Linked DNA regions of Mus musculus: region 2 is linked to region 1. A link is a contact called in public promoter capture Hi-C data. All regions are on one chromosome and are shown on one strand. The core of a region is the stretch at or near the end of the contact, and the rest is flanking DNA. Distances in the headings are between cores, read along the strand shown. Region 1 holds the start of Mefv (Mediterranean fever). Region 2 holds the start of Zfp597 (zinc finger protein 597).

The links. Capture Hi-C pulls out chosen DNA fragments and counts their contacts.
Region 2: a promoter capture Hi-C map of liver shows a contact between it and region 1. The contact joins the promoter of Zfp597 here to the promoter of Mefv in region 1. A contact is called at or near these places in 5 of 39 promoter capture datasets (the C10 cell line, cranial neural crest, hematopoietic stem and progenitor cells and 2 more), 1 of 115 datasets of contacts at active chromatin or transcription factors (pancreatic cancer cells) and 2 of 9 other capture datasets (adipose tissue and liver).

The regions. Positions count from the first base shown.
Region 1 is chr16:3,716,584-3,719,478 of GRCm38.p6, forward strand. It overlaps Mefv (Mediterranean fever), which reads right to left and starts at 1,541. Exons shown (of 9, transcript NM_001161791.1): 1 at 1,203-1,541. The coding sequence starts at 1,479.
Region 2 is chr16:3,870,893-3,873,787 of GRCm38.p6, forward strand. It overlaps Zfp597 (zinc finger protein 597), which reads right to left and starts at 1,482. Exons shown (of 3, transcript NM_001033159.2): 1 at 1,167-1,482; 2 at 258-384. The coding sequence starts at 1,199. It also overlaps a transcript of Zfp174 not described here and a transcript of Naa60 not described here.

The sequences.
Region 1 (2,895 bases), core at 291-2,790:
GGGGTGCTCTTCTACAGCCCCCAGATTCAGTTCCCAGAATCCACACAGTAGCTCACAACCATCTGTAACTCCAAATCCAGGGAATCTGATTCCCTCTTCTGGCTTTTGTGGACATCAAGATTGCAAGTGGTACACACACATATCCAGACAAAACACCCACACACATAAATTTAATTTAAAAAGGAACATATAGAAATGAATCATTTTCAATCATGGCACAAACTGAAGAAAACCTCAAGTCATAAATGTAAACGTAGATGGTGTTTGAAAACAAGTTGAGGGAACTGGAGAGATGGAGCACTGACTGCTCTTCCAGAGGTGCTGAGTTCAATTCTCAGCAACCACATGGTTGGTGACCCACAACCATCTGTAATGAGATCTGATGCCGTCTTCTGGTGTGTCTGAAGAGAGCAATGCTGTACTCATATACATAAAATAAATAAATAAATCTTTAAATGAATTAATTAATTTTTAAAAAGAAAGGAAACTCGTTGGAACAGGTATGGTGGTGTAGTTTCTAACCTCAGACACAGAGGCAGGAGCATCTCTAGAGTTTGAAGCAAGTGTAGTCTATATAGTGAGGCCCTGTCTAGAAATCAAAGCCAAAAAAATAACAAAAACAAAAACAGCAAGCAAACTTGCCTGCAATTTCAGGATATTGACAGATAAGGTTTAATTTCAAAGTCTACATAATGAAGATAACCCATGATTAACAACTTAGGTTTTCATTTGAAGAAACCTTTCATTAAAAGCAAAGAATGTTTAAATACCCTTGTAAAGTATCCCAAGGAAGAACTCCAATTGAAATTGGGTGGTTAATGAGATTCTCAGACATGTGAGTATGGTTGAATTTCAAGCCTTTTCTGCTAACCTGATGATAGTCTGGGCTTGCTTATTACTTGAAAACATGGAGTAAAGACTTCTCTAGGTTTTGCTCCATTCATGATCCACCTGTCCTGAGTCTCACCCACAGCTGAAATATCAGTTTTTATTATTAATGTCTTGGGGGGTGGGGGGGGAGCCTGGGAGCTTCACTAAACAGGTTACAAGGGCCAGAGAGAAGGATGAGGCATGCTAGATTCACACTACTCGGACTGAAGTGGACAGGGGCTTTCTAACCCTTAGCTAGTGTCTGAGCATTCCTCTCATCCACCACCAGTAGCTAGCATCCATCCCCACTGGGAAGAGGCTTGGCAACTTACCTGTGCCTGTGGCTTTGCGAAGCTCCTCTGCTAGTTGGCGCTGGTTGGTGGCCCGCAGGATCTGCAGGGTCAGCCTTACAGCATACTCCTCCCCGTAGTAGGTTATCAGAAGGCTGGCCAGCTTTACTGGCCTGGCCATCTGCATATGGCCCCGGGGGATCTTAGAGTGGCCCTTCTCCAGGCTGGTGTTCTGTAGCTTAAACTTGAACTTCTCAAAGTCATAGGGCAGCAGCTCCTCCAGGGTGTTTAGCAGATGATCACCAAGGGTCTTGGCCATGGTGCGGGCCAGGAGGGACTGCAGCCAGCTATGTGGCTTCTGGCAAACGATAATGACCTCTCTCGTGCAACTTGAGAACAAGCAAGAAATAGCTTGTGAAATAACGGACAAGGCGCAGGAAGCACATCAGCTTTGGTGGGAACTGAGAGTAAAAATGAGGGCGTGTCCAGGGTCTAGCCTGCTGCATACTTTCTTTGAGGATTCAGAGTCTTTTCCAGTGGGGAGGTCTCCACCTTGCCAGCCTATGTCCTGATTAAACAACAGGCAGGCCAGACTCTAAGGGTAGCTCTGGGATTGACAGCCAGACCTTCCAGCTGCTCCTGAGCTCTTGCTTGCTCTCAGGACCCTAGGCTGTGGAAGAGGGAGATGATCTTACGTGGAGTTGGTCCCCTCTGGCCAACTGCTCTCTTTGGACTCTTGAGGTTTATAGACCTCCAGGGCCAATGGCAGGGGAAGGAACAAACAGCAAATAATCCCTATAGGCTTTGCCTGGGCCTTCTCAAGAAAGCAGAAGCCAGAAAGGTACTGCAATGCATGTCCAGTCTGTCTGGTCCATGTCTAGTCTATCCAGCAACGTAAAGTGTTCACACGGGACCTGCGGACCACCTTTGTTGCCAGCATTCTCATGCATCTATTCCCACAGCCAACTTGGCCCTGGCTTCCTAGGTCCACTAACTGCTTCTGGGTTAAATTTTCTGTGGCCTCCTTTACTTTTGTCTTAACCATTGGAGAATAAATAAAAAGCATTATTATCTATCATTCTAAATACCCTAGATATCTGTGAAGGCTGACATTGATTGTCAATCTGACATGCTTGGGAAGAGGGAACCTCAATTGAAAAAATGCCTCCATCAGAATGGCCTGTAGGCATGTATGTGGGGCTTTTTCCTGATTGATATCCAATAGAGGAGTGCCAAGCCCACTGGGGGTGATACCATCCTAAGCAGGTGACTTTGGCATGTACAATAAATGTGACTGAATCCAGGTGGTGCTGGAGGCACACACCTTTACAACCAGCACTTGAGAGACAGAGGCAGGTGGATTTCTGTGAGTTGGAGGGCAGCCTGGTCCACAAAGTGAGTTTCAGAACAGCAAAAGAGAGAGAGAGAGAGAGAGAGAGAGAGAGAGAGAGAGAGAGAGAGAGAGAGAGAGAGAGAGAGAGAGAATGTGAGCCTAAGAGCAAGCCAATCACTGCTCCTCCAGCATTTCTGCCTCAAGCTCTTGCTTTATTTCCTGTCTTGGCTTCCTTTGACCATGCATTGTAACCTGGAAGATGAAACAAACCCTTTCCTTCCCAAATTGCTTTTGGTATGGATCACGACAACAGAAAACAAACTAGAACAAGACCCTAATTACTTCTAATAATATATTACCTTATTGTGTATGTGTTGGTGATGTGTGTATGCACACATGTTC
Region 2 (2,895 bases), core at 232-2,731, 150 kb after region 1:
CTCACACAAGGGAAAACATTATCTGACTCTGACACTTGTTCTCTCCTACAAGTTCTTGCTATAGCTATAGAAATCCACATATACATGTGATTTTGATAGATAGATAGATAGATAGATACGTATACATAATACACAATATGTGTGTGTGTGTGTGTGTCACAGATAGGTCTCAATCCACCACCAGTGTGGACAAGGCATACAATGTTCATCCTAGAACTGATGAAAGTTCCATAATGCAGGAGAAACAACTGTCTTACCTATCGAGTCCAAATTCTCAAAACTCTTCAATGGGGCTTCTCTGCTGAGGGTCTTCTGAGCAGGGTGCAGACTCACACATTCCTCTTGAGAAAAATACACATCCAGATCTTCAAATAGCAGTGGTCTCTGAAACAGAAGCACTGTTGTTAGTATAAAAAGCTAGCAGGTCAGTTGAGTGTCCTGGAAGGCTGAAAAGAGCTAAACCCCTCCGCATTCTAAGGCGAAAAGGCTTGGTGTAAAATATTCCTCCCTGGGGGAACTCTATGGCTTGAATAGGGTGGGGGAGAGAGCATAAACATAAATTTTCAAACAGTGGTGTGAGAATCAAGAAGTACACCGTGAGAACGTAGTCTTTCCTGAAAAGATAAGTGAACAATTCTTGGGGAGAGAAATTATTTCGGATTCTCTAAGAAGGGAGGGGAAGGGGGGGGGGACGACACTGGCCAGCCCAGTAAGAATCCTGAGAAATAGTTTTTAGGAGTTTCCTAACATCATTCTTTGCTAGTTTGTGTTTCTTTTTCATCAGTGATTGCTCAGCTACACACACACACACACACATCACGACCACCACCACCTAAAGCTCTAGTTCTCTCCTAAGTTTACTGTTCCTGTAAACCCATAGAGCTTTTGGTGTAAAATTCACCTGGGTTTTAATTATCATTATTCAACAGGTGTGAAGCCCAGGAATCTGCCATTTGGAGACGCATTTCAGCAAGATAACTTTGAGAAATTGTTATAGACCCCTGCTAGGGCTCTCCTCCACCTGATGATTCTGAAATGAGGAAGTCGGTAAGCCAAGAAACGTAAGACAGCTTGGTCAAAGGGCTATCTGAGGAGGCGCCTCAGGACCTGCGCGTCTAACTGCCGCCAGGTCAGGACACCTGTAGGAAAATAGCGACACAATTCACCTGCTCATCCGATGTGGGGAGCGTGGACGCCATCTGGGGAAAGGAAGGGCTCCTTAAGTCCCCACGTTTGGACAACACTTCGAGTGGAGAGTCTCCAACTCCGCTGCCAGGCCTTTCCACTTCGCCCTCAAGCTCCTTTGAGAATCTGAGCTGACGGCTTCTTTCTCCAAAACAGCTCTGAAACAGCCACACTCACCAGCCCCGGAGTACCGACAACCTCGCCCAACCCGGCAGAAGCAGCGTGAAGCCACGCCCAGCCGAGACGCGACAAAGGAGGCGGAGGCCACCACAACACTCCCACGCTCCCATGCTCCCCACGCAGTAGCTGCAGGGAAACCGCCGGAAGCGACCCCCCCCATCCATCCTGCATCCTGATTGGCCAGCGTACTCCCGAGGCGGCGGTCCCTCCTTAATGGACCAATTGAGCAGCTTCCCGAGGACCTGAATCGCACCTGGCAACTGAGAGGCTATTCCTGAGCTTCTACAAGCAGCCGTTTCCGGTTCCTCTGGCTGGGTCTCGGTGGTGAGTGCCCCGCCTGTTGATATGTTCAGTCGGAGCAGTAGAATGGTCCCTGAGGGACACGGTGATTCCGAAAGCAGAGACCGGACCACTCTGGAGTCGATCACGGATGGCGGGAACACACAGACGCTGGGGGGGCCGGAGCTTTCGGTAGGAGGGGGTGAGGTGAATGAGAGGCCCCGAGATCCAGGCTTAGCTTGGGCCCAAGCCCAGTCTCAGATGGATTGTGGGGCTACGGTGTGTAAGAGGTTATCTTTGTGCAATCACAAATTCAGGTCAGGTTAGCCTTGTTGCTCGTGTCCGTTCCCGAAGTATTCTAGGGACATGAACCATTGTACCCGACAGGTGTAGTCCAACCAAATGATTGGGGCCCATAGCGGACATCGAGCGGGAATAGACCGCGGATTTCCTTCGCAGGATGTCTGGACCTGCCCTAGTGGCAAATGTTCTTGTAACCAACATTGAGCAGCGAATTGAAGATTCAAAATCATAAAGTCGAGCTCTTTCTAGAACTGTCACTAATTAGATGATCGTGCCAATTTTCCCCCCTTTGGTACTGAGGGTGAAACTACGGTTTCACGCATAGTAGACTTTCTACCACTGAGCTCAGACCCCTATCCTTGTTTTAAACTTTATTTTGAAATGAGGTTGACCCAAGCTAACTCTGAAATCACTGTATAGCCCCAGTAGACCTGCAATTAAGGTCTTGCCTCAGTACCCCTTAGTAGCTAGATCCAAACCCACATCTGGACACCTTTTAACTTTGCTTTCCTCAGCTGCAAAGAGCCCATAGTGCCTCTCTTTGATAATACAGAGGGCAATTTAAACTATTATAAGATGTTAAGTGAAAAGATTCGCCAGATTATGAGAAAGAGTTTGGGGGTCAACAAACAAGATTAGTACCTTGAAAATTCCAAATAAACCCCAGGTCTCTTGTCTCTTTCGTTAGAGATGGAGTCTTACTCTATGCCCTTGGCTGCTCAGAACTTGCTCTGTAGACCAGCCTGGCCTCCAACATCGAACACATCCATTTGCTTCTGCCACCCAAGTGCTGGGATTAGAGATGAGGCCACCCCACCCAGTGCCAACATAATCTGTTATGCTAATGTCAGGTTACTCAGGGATTGGCTGCATGGTTATTAAAACATTTGAGGTGAAGAGTAGTGGGATTTGACAGAATGTCAGGATAGTTTCAACTGCCAACAACAG